Regions from separate parts of the Sus scrofa genome. Here regions 2 and 3 are each linked to region 1. A link is a contact called in public Hi-C and promoter capture Hi-C data. All regions are on one chromosome and are shown on one strand. Each heading gives the region's core, a stretch centred on a gene start, on an enhancer-like site or on the middle of the called end of the contact. The rest is flanking DNA. Distances are from core to core; before and after follow the strand shown. Region 1 holds the start of PPP4R3A (serine/threonine-protein phosphatase 4 regulatory subunit 3A). Region 2 holds the start of NDUFB1 (NADH dehydrogenase [ubiquinone] 1 beta subcomplex subunit 1). Region 3 holds the start of TRIP11 (thyroid receptor-interacting protein 11).

Region 1 (4,735 bases), core at 1,258-3,757:
CCGCAACACTGGATCCTTAACCCACTGAGCTAGGCCAGGGATGGAACCCGAAACCTCATGATTCCTAGTTGGATTTGTTTCCGCTGTGCCACAACAGTAACTCCTAGAAAGTATTTCTTCCCCCCACAAACTATTTCATGTTTGGTTTGGGGATCAAATAAGTAATAATATATGAATAAATTTAATGATGTGTGTATCAAAAGTAGACAAAATTGCTGTGAAGCTCTGATGCTTGAAATGATTGCATTTCACTTATTAGAAAAAAACGACTGCTCTGTTTTTATAATTTTCCAGTTTTGTTTGTAAATGAAAGTCTCAGAATGTTCTTTGGGGGGACTTCTTTGTATCTGACATGGTGCAGAAGGAAAGTTCCAGCTTCTGACTTTAAGACTGATAATCCCACATCCTGGGAAACCTCTTAGCCCTGGTCATTCAGTCAGGGCCTCTTTCTGAGTAGATGGGTATAACTCAAAATGCTGTAGGGTGCAGGTTTAGTGAGATTCCTGACATTAAACATCTGATCCTGCTAAAATGGTAGCCACTAGCCCTACGTGGGTCCTAAACTCTGGAAGTTTGGCTAGTGGGACTGAGTTTTAAAATTTAATTAAATTTTAAATTTAAAAATTGATCTTGATTTATTTAGGGAAAAAAATTAAGCATATTTGGAATAACTTTAGTTTGTGAATCTACTTTTTCAAGTGGAAAATTACACTAAAGGTAGAATACACATCGCATTTTGAACTTAGTATGAAAAAAGTAATTCAAAATACCTCAATTTTATACTGAAGATACTGCATTGGCGTTCCTGTCATGGCTCAGTGGTTAACGAATCCGACTAGCATCCATGAGGACTCCGGTTTGATCCCTGGCCTTGCTTAGTGGGTTGAGGATCCAGCGTTGCCATGAGCGGTGGTGTAGGTAGCAGACACAGCTAGGATCTTGTGTTGCTGTGGCTCTAGCATAGACTGGCGGCTACTGCTCAGATTGGACCCCTAGCCTGGGAACCTCCATATGCCACGGGTATGGTCCTAAAGAGACAAAAAGACAAAAAAAAAAAAAGATATTGTATTAAACTGTCAACTGAAGGAGTTCCCTGGTGGCCTAATGGTTAAGGATCCTGAGTTGTCAAGGCTGTGGTGTGGGTTTGATCCCTGGCCCAGAAACTTTGGGCGTGTCAAAACAACAACAAAATTGTCAACTTTGCACAAGGTGAAAGTTGTGAGTTAAGTTCTATTCTGGGAACTTACTGAGGGCTATAGCCCAGGAGACAGCCTCTCAGCTCTGAGGACCTGCTCCTAAGAAGTAAGGGAGGAGCCAGGAATAGATATCAACTTTGCTAGGGAAAATATTTGTAGTCAAGCCTAAAAAGAGTTACATCTCAAGTTAACGATTTTAGTGTTTTTTCTGTGTATGGGGAGATGTTAGAGTGTCGGGGAGTCATTGAAAATTTTCCTTCGGTATGTAGCTTCATTACCTTGGGGCCAGTGAATCCAAAGTACAGAATGCTTCCTGTTTTTCTCCATCCTGAATTGCCTGCAGGGTGCATTGCCTGTGAGGACTGCAGTGGCTAATGGCTGGATTCTTATAGAACCAGAATGGCAGACAACATTTTTTTTTTCCAAAGACAATCAAATATGTTATTAAAATAAATTTCAGCAGTTTCTTCTTACTTTTAAAAAGAAGTGCTACTATGAAATGCAAAATTACACAGGCGGCTCATATTTCCAATGGCCAGCAATGACCTAACCCGTCGGGCAAATAGTAAAAGCCCCCCAAATGGTGGCTACTGTTGCATGATAGGAATGAGAATGTCATTTCTTTGTGAAGACTAACAGTGCTTAACACTGAACGTTGAGAAACATTCACCCTGAGTGTACAGTACTACATTTGTTTTCGTACACCGCCCCTCGCCCCCGCAAGTTCTTACTGCAACATGGAAAGCTAGAAAATAACAATTCTGATAAAGGATAAAAGAACGGACGTAGCAAGCTGGATTGTAAGGAGAGGTTTTAGATTTGTCACTTCGGGTTGGTCCCACGCCCAGAAAATGAAAACTGTCCGAAGTTTCTACACTCGCACCCCAATGCGTGCCCCATGACAGCTCCCAAGGCCTGCCGCCGACCTTGCTGCCCGAACTTGTGGCCTTTCCCGGAAGCTTGTCAACCTCTTCCCAAAGAAGAATGGCCTGAGTCCGGCGGGGCTCCTGCGCCACCGATCTCCGCGCTCCGGATGCCCAGTCCAGCTCTAACGGCGGCTGGTTCAGAACACTTGCGGAGGCCGGCGCGCCGTGGCAGAGCCCCAGGACGAAGCCGCCCGGCGACTGCAGCGCAGGGGTAGACGCGGCTGGACGGCGAGCCAGCCGGGAAGCTGCGGGCGGACCCAGCCCCCGAGACGCCAAGCTCCGGTCGGGTAGGGAGCCGCCCTACGCTCCACAGCCGGAGGCGGGCTCCACGCCCCTTTCGAATCCGGAGCCGGGCTGATGACGAACACAGGGCGCGACGGACGCACACACCGCCCCGCGCTCGCACGACGGTGCGTGCAGGGAGCGCGAGGAAGTCCCGGGCCGTCACCGGCGCGACCAGCGTTCCGCCTCCTCCGCTCCCTGCGCTCTCGCCACCTCGGCAGCTCGGCGCCAGCCTCCCGCCTCCGTCCGAGGCCTCCGCTGCTGCGAGGCTCCCGGCTTCGCTCCTGTCTCTTTAAATGGTGGGGCCAACGGGCCGCCCCTGCAGCTGCTGCCTGGGTGGCCCCGCGCGCCGCTATTGAGGAACGAACCAAGATGGCGGCGGCTTTGGCTCTGTGAGGAAGACGGAAGAGGCGGCGGCAGCGGCGGAGGGACAGGGACCCCCAGGAGCCAGGAGCGCTCCTGCTCCTGGGCGCTCTCGGAGTCTTCCGCGCACTGGTAGCAGTTGCAGCAGGAGCAGGCGCTCGTCGGCTTCGGACATTTGAAACTGGAGCGGAGCGCAGCCCCAGCTGCGGTGGCAGGACCAGGTATCAGGAAGGAAAACATGGCGGCGGCGGCCTGAGGAGGCGGCGGCGGCGCGGGAAGCGGCTTCGCGGAGATCATGGCGGAGGCGGGAGCAGGGCAGTGACCGGCGCCCCGAGTTCCTACCGCGGCGGCACAGGAGGCTGCGAAGCGCTGCGCGCCCCCCTCGGGGTGGCTGGGCTCGCCGGGCCCGGACAATAGCGCCGAGGAGCGGGAGGCGAGGCAAGGCGGGGGCCCAGAGCTCGGGCCCCGCGGCGGGCCATGCGGGCGGCAGCGCGGCCCCGGGGCGGCCAGAGGCGGCAGTGAGGCCGAGGAGCCCTCGGCTTGCGGGCGTCCTCCTCACTCGGCTCCCGCCTCCCCGGACCCCCTTTCCGGGCGACTCCGGCGGGGCCTTTGCTCCGGCCCCCGCGCGGCACGATGACCGACACTCGGCGGCGGGTGAAGGTTTACACGCTCAACGAGGACCGGCAGTGGGACGACCGGGGCACCGGGCATGTGTCGTCGGGCTACGTGGAGCGGCTGAAAGGCATGTCCCTGCTTGTCAGGGCCGAGAGCGACGGTGAGTGAACCCCTCGGCGGCGGGACCCTCCCCTCGTCGCGGCCCTGGGCCACCTCCCGGCTTCCACGGGGCCCGTGGCCCTCTCTCCGAGGGGGTGGCTGGGGCGGCCGCCGCCTCGGGGGAGGGCCCCCGGCACCCCTGTCCCCCCGGAACTGCTCCGAGAGCCCTCGAAGTGTTTTCTTTCTCTGGGCGCCGGGTCGTGAGCAGAGCCAGGCACCCTTGAGCTCTGCCGCCTGGGAGTGTGGAGAGGTCGGGGACCTGGGGGCGGGAGTCCGGACCGTGCTGTTCTCTTACACCAGAGTGACCTTGAGAAAGGCACTGATTAATCCGATCTCCTGCCTTAGTTCTCTTATCTGTAAAGCAGGCATGAAACTTGCCCAGAGCTAAGAAAGTTTTAGCTGTTTACTCTTTGGAGCATAAATATTTTGCTGTTTGTCTTTTTTTAAAAAAAAATATATTTCTGCTGCATTTTTCTGATCCTCTTGCAAGTTGGCATCCCTAGTTTATGAATCAGGCAGGTAACTCTGCACTCGGCAAAGAAAATATTTCTTCTTTTCCATGACAAGCTAGATTTGTGTTCCCCCAGGGTTAGTTGCCTTTTTCATAAGAAATGCAGAATTTGGTGTGTGGTTTCACGGTAAATCCTGCAAGTTTTGAAACATTTTATACGAGCTTTTTGATTGCTTAAAATGTATATTTATAATTTGGTTCAGTTAACAGGTGGGGAGAAGTTGGTAGAAACCTTTAAAACCTTTGGAACTGGCCCTAGTGCCTATGCTTCGCATATTTTGAAACAGCTCTTAAGGTTCAAAGACCAAATTGTTTGAAGATAAGTGTTTCACATGTTTAAAGGCACACTCTGTTTAAGGGATTGCCACTTCCCTGGTGGCATATGGTCCGTTTCCCTTAGAGAAAATATTCACATCAGGTAAAACTTTTCAAAATTTTTTCTTCTGAATTTGAAAACCTGTCTTATGACAATAGCCTATAAATTTATGGGAGCTAATTATTTCAGGTTTAGATCGTAGTTGTTCTGTATGGGAATTATTACAAACTCATTTCAAGCAACTTTAGTTGGACTCGCTGCTAGCAGTACTCCAATTCTCTGGAACACGAGTAAGACTCACCATTCTGTAATTGAAGACTAGAGACATTGCTTTTCAATCTGAATGAAAAAAATCGTAATTTGCAGT
Region 2 (4,735 bases), core at 1,185-3,684, 510 kb before region 1:
TTACCATTCCCTCCCCATTCCGACAGCAAGTACCTTAATACAGGGCCTCATTGCCTTACATTTGGGTTTCTGTTTCTTGGCCTCCAGCCTTTCCTCCCTTCATCTCAACCTAAACCCTACTGCCAGATTAATCTTCTGAAACACCCCCACATGTATGAGTCCTTGCTTAGAAATCTCTGAAGGCTTCCTACAGTCTGAAACAACCAAACCTGGAGGGTGCCAGCAAGCTGCCCTGACAGCACTGCTGACCATCACCAGTTTAAGGCCCAGCCTAAATTCCACTCCTCACTAATTCCTCTATCATTCATCTAGACTAGTACGGCTCTGTCCAATAAAAACAGCATGCATATCAAATGTAATTAAAATTTTTTTTCTGGGCCACATTAAAGTTTTACAGGTGAAATTAATTTTATTTAACCCAACATATCCAAAATGTTATCATTCCAACATGTAATCATTTTTAAGAAACTGGTTTTTTTTTTTTCAGTCCTAAATCTTCAAAATCCAGTGTGTATTTTATATTTACAGCACAACTCAATTTGAACTGACCACAATTTCAAAAGCTCAGCAGCTACATGAGGCTGGTGGCTACTGGAATAGCACAGATAGCAACTCTGAACATGCTTTGGACTGTGGAGCGTTGTGCTCTGTCACCCCTAAAGTGCAAGGAGGCACCGTCCTATTTTTATGCACATCTCAGACTAGACTTTAATGGTATCACCAACCACTTAGTCTCCCAGACGAAAAATTCTGAAGTCACCTTCTTACCACAAATTGGCTGCCACCAGTTGAATTCCTTTTTGACATTTCAGAAATGTCTAACATCCTTTACTATCTTTCCCCAATGAAGGCACTCATTTCCTTACCTGAATGACTGCAATTTCCTCTCATTCAGTTCCAAGTTGATCTTCCATACAGCTATCAGAGAGACCATCCTACAAAAAATAGCCTCATGCCCCCTTCCTTGTGCAAGGCAGTCATTGGCTAAGTACCAAAGAAAATCTCACACCTTCCTTGGAAAGCAAGGTCCTTTACAAGTTTACCTCAATCTTCCTCTTGCTTCACCAACCACCCTTGCACAGCATGCTCAAATACATTCATTCTCCCGCTCTCCCCAAGCTTGCCAAAACTTCTCCAGTCTCTGCATCCCCGCACTGCAACCAAGAATGACCTTCCCGTGAGCTTAGTAAATTCCTTTTGGCCCTTCACGACCCAGCTCAAATTTACTCTTTTATAAAGCTATTCTGGTGTCTCCAAGCAATGGTATTTACATTTAGCTGGCACAAGTGGGCACAAAGAATAATGGTGAATGGATGTTGAATGGCATGAGAGAAGCGTTCAGGTGAATCTTTTAATCTCCAATACGGAGCACAGCGTTCAAAGCAACGTACATGTGTACTGAAAGGAATGAACCCTCACGACATCATAAATTGCTGCTGGGCAGCGGTTTTTGACCAACACCATTTCATCTTAACTATCTATCAAAGTTACTTGCTTTCTTAATAACGATTGTGGGTGCATGTTAATGACAACTAAGGGGAATCAGCAAAGTCTAAGGAAAATGAGAGTCTGGGTTAACCTCGAAGACTCGTAAGAAGTCTCCTCCTGGTCAGTTCCGGGAGAGCACTGGTTTCCTAACAGGATCAAAGGGGTTCTAACATAAAAAACATTAAAATATTATTAGGGCATGGGCAATTGCTCACTCAAGTTCGCCTGGTCACAGGAAGCCAGACTTGCCAGGGTTAAAATTATTCTGACCTCTTGTTTACTGAAGAGTACGTAAATAATGATAATACGGGAAGTGCTCAAAGGCTATGGGGGGTAGGGGGGAACCGAAACTTTTTTTAATAAAGCATGGTAAGGTCTTTGAGTCGATTAACTAAAGAGGACGCCTGCTTTGTGGCCAGTAGCCTCGTGGTCTCTCAATCCGAGGCGACAGGAAGACCCCAAGCGAGGAGGCTGAGAACAAGGCAGCCACAAAGCTAAGGAGCCAAAGCGGACGTCGGATTAACTCCTCCGGCGCCGAGACTCAAAGGGGAGGGAAACAGCAAAAAAGAGGGAAGGAGAGCATGGGACTGAATCGTAGGAACTGCCACAACAGAATCGGGAGCTTCAGACCCATGAAGAAATCACTGTTTCCCTCACTGAGCACTTCGGCCGGGAATGACCAGGAGAGTCACAACCGAAACCCCAGGCGCGCGTCCCTGGTGGAGACCGAGTCAGAGTCGGAGCCAGGCTCTCCCCGAGGGCCGAGGACGCCCCCTCCCCCATCCAAAGGCGCACTGATTTCTTCCGCCCCCACTTGCCTCGTCAGTCCTCCCCCAACGCCGTCCACTGCCCTTCCCAACCCCTAGTAGAATCCAGGTTCAAGAACGAGAAAAGCTGATGTTGGCTCAGCAGCACCCGTGACGATCTGCCAGCAGAAAACCCTCAATGGCGGCCGCCATTTTGAAACTGGAGGAGACCCGCGGAGGCGGGGAGGCGAGGGGTGATACCATCTTCGGGGGCGAGGGGTGACAAAGCTGGAGGAAGGAGGTGGTGCTAACACCAACTCTTCACCTGGGAACAAAATTTTATTTTTAAAGGCTGTATAATGTGTTAAATCTTAAAGAAATGTGATAAGAATCAAGGAGTGAAAGGAAGAAGATTTATGATTTCCCGGAGCCACCCCTCTCTTCGAGCGGGCCCGGCGAATGGTAGATCCCGAGGCCACAGCTTCCGCCGGCGCTGGTGGCTGGGTTCACCGCTGCCCTTGGTCGTGGGGGTCGTTGTTGGCTCTGAGGCCGCAGGTGGGTCTGGGGTCGAGGCGTTGGAGGCGGCTAGAGTTGCTTTTGTGCAGGCGGAGTGGGGTGAAGTTCTAGGAAAGCCTTCTGCAGCCTGTGTACGGGGAGGTGCGGGGGATCTGGGACTTTGCAGGACTGGAGCGGCGCGGCTTCCCAGGCTTCCCAACGAAGGAGAGGGGGACAGGGGAGGGGGGGCGGAGAGGGCGTTGCTTTCTGGAGGACCGCTGCGCTCAGCTTTCCCGTCTGATGCCTTTTGAAAAGGGTACTCTGAGGCTAGCATAACTGGAAAATGTCTTTTGATGTTGCCCGAGCGGAGGAGACACTATCTGGGATCACAGCTCCTAGGCTGCAGGAGAGAAGGGGCTGCTTCTCCAGAAAGATCTCCGATTCGTCCAAGTTTCAGAGTTCTGTCTTGCTTGTTACTCAGCATCGCAACCTTGCTCTGTTCTACATCTCAAATCCTCTTGAGCCCACCATTCCACAAAATATGCACTTTGTAAAAACTTAATTTTTAAAAAAAGGATTTATTTGTGCTTTATTTCTAGCGTGTGTATGTTGTTAAGACAGGGTTCCAGACCTCAAGGAGTTTTCTGGCTCCCGACTTTTTTTTACGTTAAGTCGACACATTTTGATCAATACATATAAGTGCAATAGAGACTAATTAGAGAATAGAATTTATTTTTTTAATGTCTAATCAACTATTATTACAACGTGAGTTTGGAAGGACTTAGAAAAATACACACCATATACAGTCTTCTTTTGAGAAGTTAAGAGAGAGAAATGGATTGAAGAAAATGTAAATAATACAAGCATACCTCATTTTATTATGCTTCACTGATATTTTTTAACAAATTGAAGTTGTGGCAACCCTTGTCAGATGATGGTTAGCATTTTTTAACAATAAATTATATTTTTAATTAAAGTATGTACAGTGTGTTTTTAGACATAATGCTATTGCATATTTTAAATAAACTGTAGTATAGTGTAAACAAGTTTTATAGGCACTGGGGAATCAAAAAATTCTTTTGACTCACTTATCTCGGTATTTGCTTTATTGCAGTGATCTGGAACCAACCCCATAATATCTCTGAGTTATGCCCTTATTAGGAAAAATGAGATAAAGTCAACAGTAAGGCTAAAATAAGTGTTGACCTTTCTGTCTACTGTAAGAGACAGTAAAGCACAAATAAAGAGCTTGAATCAAGGAGCCAGACTGCCTGGGTATTAATCCCTGTTCTGCTACTTAACAACATCTGTGATCGTAGACAAGTTGATTGTCCCTGGATTTTCTCATCTGAAAAAAATATTCCTACTGCTTTGGGGCCATTGTATCAGTATGTGAGGGTTACCTGAATTGATGATTGTGCAAAGCAGTAAGAACCATGCCTGACAGAAAGTAATGTAAGAGTCAGCTCTTTCTCAAGATGGGGTGGTGGGATGGAGTTTCTGCTTGGCACAGAAGTTGAGAATCTAACTGCCGGAGTTCTCGTTCCATGAGGATTGGGTTTGATCCCTGGCCTCGGTCAGTGGGTTAAGGATTCACTGTTGCCATGAGCTGTGGTGTAGGTTGCAGATGTGGCTCGGATCTGCATGGCTGTGGGTAGGCCCACAGCTGCAGCTCCAATTCGACCCTGGCCTGGGAACTTCCATAGTCTGCAAGTGAGGCCTTAAAAAGAAAAACAAAAAATAAAAAACCTTTAAAATTTAAATTTAAAAAAGAAAAAAAAAAGAATCCAGCCGAAGCAGCTTGGGTCACTGCAGAGACAGGGTTCAATCCCCACCCGGCACAGTGAGTTAAAGGATCCAGTGTTGCTGTGTCTGTGGCTCCGATTCCATCCCTGGCCTGGGGACTTACATATATTGCAGGTGTGGCCATTACAAATAATGATAATTGAAAAAAATAAAGGTAGGGGAAAATTTTTTTGGATCATTTTGGTACCAAAGGGTATATA
Region 3 (4,735 bases), core at 1,551-4,050, 450 kb before region 1:
GTTAAGAATCTGACTGCAGGAGTTCCTGCCCGTTGTGGCTCAGTAGGTTACAAACCCTACATGTTTTTCCTGAAGATGCAGGTTGGATCCCTGGCCTCACTCAGTGGGTTAAGGTTCTGGTGTTGCGGTGAGCTGCGGTACAGGTCACAGATGCACTCAGATCCGGTGTTGCTGTGGCTGTGGCTCCAATTCAACCCCCTCAAAACTTCCATATGCCACAGGTGCAGCTGTTCAAAAAAAAAAAAAAAAGAATCCAACTTCAGTGGGTCTGGTCACTGCGGAGGCACAAGTTTCATCCCCAGCCTGGAGCCCTAGGTTAAAAGATCCAGCATTGCTGTAGCTGCTCAGATTCCATCCCTGGCTGGAACTTCCATATGCCACGGGTGCGGCCATTAAAAAACAAAAAACAAAAACAGCTGATTCCCTGGAGAGGAGACGTTTATCAATAAAAAAATATTTTAAATAACTTTCACAAAGTTTTTAAAAGATACGGTTTTTGAAAGTTTGCTGAGTGCCCAGCATCATGAATGAAACAACAACAAACCCACCCCAAGGCACATCATTATTAATTTCAGAGTATCACTGAATTTCAGATAAAGCGAAGAGTCTACAAGATTCCAGAAAGAAAAACAAGAGTCAAAGAATAGGTCAGAGGAGAGAGGAGCAAGGCAACACCAGACTCTGGATAGAAAGGACTAAATCTGAACAAATAATGGAATTTTTTTTTTTTTTTTTTGTCTTTTGTCTTTTTTAGAGCCGTGCCTGCAGCATATGGAGGTTCCCAGGCTAGGGGTCGAATCGGAGCTGTAGCTGCGGGCCTACGCCAGAGCCACAGCAACTCGGGATCCAAGCTGTGTCTGTGATCCACACCACAGCTCACGTCAACGCCGGATCCTTAACCCACTGATAGAGGTCAGGGATCGAACCCGCAACCTCATGATTCCTAGTCGGATTTGTTTCTGCTGCACCATGACAGGAACTCCAGAATTCTTGATGCCTTCTTCAAATCAGAATTAGGAGCATGTTTTACAATTCTGTTGGCAAGTTTTAGAAGGATTAGTGATTTTGTAATTACAGAAATTTGTGCAGATCTAAAAGATGGCATTTGTTAACTTCAGGAAGAACAGAAAGCCACCATGTGGCTCAGCAATGAAAAACACTTCCATGGTCATATCCGGTAAAATTAATTAATGATTTTACCAATAATTATGATAGCACTAGCCTAAGTGGGAGCTCAGAAGGAAGGGAAGTGGAGGGATGTGTTGTACAAGAGGATAAATCTTTAATTTTCTGTAACAGAGAAAATGACAATTATAAGCATAATATTTAGAAATTGAGAGGGAAAGATCAGACTACTATTTTAAGTTCTACTTTTAAAAATGGGGTTTGGGGAGTTCCCATTGTGGCGCAGCAGCAACGAATCGGACTAGGAACCATGAGTTTGTGGGTTCGATCCCTAGCTTCACTCAGTGGGTTAAGGATCTGGCGTAGCCGTGAGCTGTGGTGTAGGTCTCAGATGAGGCTCAGATCCTTTGTAGCTGTGGCTGTAGTGTAGGACCCCTAGCTTGGGAACCTCCATATGCTGCCACCGATGTGGTCCTAAAAACAAAAAACAAACAAAACATAAAACTGGGGTTTTGCTTTACGTTTGCATAGATAAACACACCTGGATGGTTTCTTTAGAAAACGGAACTGTTTTCCCTAGAGAATATTGATGCTGCTGCCTCTTGAGGAATTGAAACTAGTTTGCAGTTGATACCATTTTTTGGTTAGTTTTTGTTTGTTTGTTTGTTTGTTTATTTTTTTAACCTTCTGTCTGTTGAGGTTACAAAAATCAGAATTTCAGCTGGGCAGCAAGACCCACCATGTGGAGTCATTCAGACTTATGGGCTCTGTGGGATATGTTACATGTTTGATATTGCTGGGCTGGTTTTGCCACTCATTAAGTGATGATGAAATTCGTATTAGCTGCAGCTGATTCAGATTTCAGGGAGGGCAACTATTGCTTGGTGCAGTCACATTTCAAATACATTTCCCTATGATCCATTCGCAAATGATGAAATCTGTACCAGGCCTCTGCTGTGCATAAAATCAAAGCCAAAGATGCCAGTATATTTAGTGCTATGCTTAAAAGACCTGCAGACCTATTCTATTCTTTTCAAAGTCTAATATGTGGCAGTCTCTCTGGCCAGGTAGTGTGCGTCCACGTACCACTGCGGCAAATGCCTGTGAGTCACATGATCTTTTTTTCCTTTAGGGAAAAAGCAAGCAGGGTCAGTAGGCTGCTGTGTGCACCAACCTGTGTAACTGAGGAATGTGGGGGGGGGGATGGAGCCTTGCAGGGCTAGTGCCACCAACACTTTAGGAGAGTTTACATGAGAACAGCGTTCTTTCAATATTAAATGGCCTTGCTGTCCCCTACGGAATTATTTTGGAAAAGGGTAGTCTGTGTTTTTAACTTAATAGGTTAAATAGGTCTAATGAATAAAGCTCTTCATATATTAAAGAAGGCAGAGCTTCAACTGTGAGCTGGAAAGCCAGCAGCGAAATTCTCCACTCTGAAGGTGACCAATATCAATGTGTTTCCTGTCTGGACACTTGAATTTTCGATCCCATCCTTTCTGTGTATCCTGAATTCCTACCATCGTGCCGGGCACGGGGCGGCCCTTGACAGGGTCTCTCACAATCGGTACAATCACGTGGGCAAGTTAAGTAAAACCCACTTCCTTTCCGGGGTGGGGGGGTCCCCGCCAAGTCCCCTCGCACCTCTGCCTGCGCGGGTGCAGTCAGAATTAAAACGCTCAGGTTTCACTAACACGGTGAGTCCACGGGTTGCCCGGCTACGCTGGCCTCGCGGAACAGCCACCGAGGGGGTGGCTCTGCCTGAAACGCAGCTGCGGCCGGCCGAGAGCGCCGCGTCGCCGCGGATTCGGGTCACCAGTCCACGCGGCCAAAAAGCGGGCGGACAACGTGGAAGCTGACCTTGCCCTGGGCCGGCGGGAGCCGCTCCGGCGGCCACCCTCGGTCCTCCTCAATCCCATGCTCCCTTGCGCCAAGGACACGTCCGTCGGCTTCGCTGGGCCTTTCTACGCCACCGTGGCGCCTCTCTATGATCCGTGGCCGCGTCCGTAGTCGGTGTTATGGCGGCCGGCGTCGAGTTGGCAGGAGTTGCCCACCGAACTGGGGAAAGTCACTAAAGCAGAGGAAGAAGTGGCCTAACCCTGACGGTGGGAAGTCGTGGGAATGAGCGGAGGCCCCGCGGGAGTGGCCGTGTCACTGGAGGCGGGCCCCTGATAAAGTCTCGGGCCAGGCCTTTGCGTTTCTGGTCCGAGCCGGGCGGTTGGTGGGAGCCCCCGAAGCCGGCGTTGCCTAGGAACCCCTCATTGTGTTATCGAATCCTGAGTGTTGGGATTCGCACCAGTCCCGCGGAGGCAGTGTGGTTCGAGGACATTTGACGGGATCGTCCGACGAGGCTGGACGCTTTTTTCCGGAGCGGACCAGGTCGTTCTCTAATAACCCGCAGCGATGTCGTCCTGGCTTGGGGGCCTCGGCTCCGGCCTGGGCCAGTCCCTGGGTCAAGTCGGGGGCAGCCTGGCTTCCCTCACTGGCCAAATTTCAAACTTTACGAAGGATATGCTGATGGAGGGCACGGAGGAAGTGGAAGGTAACAGCTGGGGCGATGGGAGGAGGGGTTTACTAGGACCCTGGGAGCGTCCGTTTGGTCCCCAAGTCCATCCATCATGAGGCGCGGACAGGTCCAGAGGAGTATCATTCCGCCCTTTTTCTTTACATTCTTCCTTTTGCCTCTTTAAGCGATTTTCTCTGATGACCGCTGGGGCCGGAGGTGAAAGAGTTCTGGTTTTTCTCCTCTGGATAGCTCAGGACGGAGTGAAACTGCTCCTTCGTAGAGACAAGTTTATTTTTGTTTGGTTCATCCACGCCCACCGCCTACTTTGCCCTTAACTTGGGGGCGGAACTGATTTTGATCCCTTTCCTTTATACTGACACAGTTTAAAAAAATTAGTTGTGTAGGACACATAGTCTCTTTTGAGGGGTTTTCTTGGATTTTTGTAGCAATTCAAGTAACTAAAACATTTAGTAACTTTTTTCTCACTTAAGTATGTTGTTAAACATGGTTATGTTTTTTTCCTGTTTTATGTTTTTGCTTATTCTGGTGACACATTAAAGCGTTTCAGCTGAACATGTACATTTGTGCCTAATTGCCCCCCCCCCCAATCTACAGTAAAACAAGGAAGGTAGCCTTCTTCTTTGGGTACCCTTACCAACCTTCACTCATTTTTAAAGTCCTCATTTTGCTTTACTAATGGCTAGTGACCCAGAGTTACATAGTAATCAATGATTAAGTTAATTATTATTTTGATTTTTTGATATTTCTTTCAGCAAGTAGTATTTAGATCAAAAGACTTCTTTAATTTCAGTCTGCCTCCAGAGAGATAATGGAGTGGTGGTCTTTTGGATGAGAGCAGTTTTGTTTGTTATAAATAAATTAGCATTTTGTTTTGATTTTTTAAAATACTGATTTAATTGAGTTTTTGTGTTTGGTTGAAATAGAGAAAGATTTTGATTTAAAAATATAGTATGTATACTTAAAATTTCTGTGGGGTCTCTTTAGCAGGGAGGAAGATTGGGGAGCTGCTGAAATCCATTTAACTGCTTGGGGGTATCTCTGGGGTAGGAGGTATATTAGGGGGTACAGCTTGGAGATGGGAGTTAA

The links. Promoter capture Hi-C pulls out the DNA fragments that hold promoters and counts their contacts. Hi-C and Micro-C count contacts between places; a contact is called where the count stands out from the background.
Region 2: a Hi-C map of liver shows a contact between it and region 1, with 2.9 times the contacts expected there. The contact joins the promoter of NDUFB1 here to the promoter of PPP4R3A in region 1. A contact is called at or near these places in 1 of 5 promoter capture datasets (liver), 3 of 47 Hi-C or Micro-C datasets (embryonic fibroblasts, heart right ventricle and liver) and 2 of 2 datasets of contacts at active chromatin or transcription factors (alveolar macrophages and skeletal muscle).
Region 3: a contact with region 1 is called in a promoter capture Hi-C map of liver, with 4 times the contacts expected there. The contact joins the promoter of TRIP11 here to the promoter of PPP4R3A in region 1. A contact is called at or near these places in 2 of 5 promoter capture datasets (fetal liver and liver), 2 of 47 Hi-C or Micro-C datasets (heart right ventricle and liver) and 1 of 2 datasets of contacts at active chromatin or transcription factors (alveolar macrophages).

The regions. Positions count from the first base shown.
Region 1 is chr7:113,146,760-113,151,494 of Sscrofa11.1, reverse strand. PPP4R3A (serine/threonine-protein phosphatase 4 regulatory subunit 3A) reads left to right here and starts at 2,507. Exons shown (of 15, transcript XM_005666399.3): 1 at 2,507-3,542. The coding sequence starts at 3,401.
Region 2 is chr7:113,657,636-113,662,370 of Sscrofa11.1, reverse strand. It overlaps NDUFB1 (NADH dehydrogenase [ubiquinone] 1 beta subcomplex subunit 1), which reads left to right and starts at 2,434. Exons shown (of 4, transcript XM_003482306.4): 1 at 2,434-2,481; 2 at 2,612-2,789. The coding sequence starts at 2,434. CPSF2 (cleavage and polyadenylation specificity factor subunit 2) reads right to left here and starts at 2,468. Exons shown (of 16, transcript XM_021099625.1): 1 at 2,307-2,468.
Region 3 is chr7:113,598,476-113,603,210 of Sscrofa11.1, reverse strand. It overlaps TRIP11 (thyroid receptor-interacting protein 11), which reads left to right and starts at 2,800. Exons shown (of 21, transcript XM_021099621.1): 1 at 2,800-3,664. The coding sequence starts at 3,526.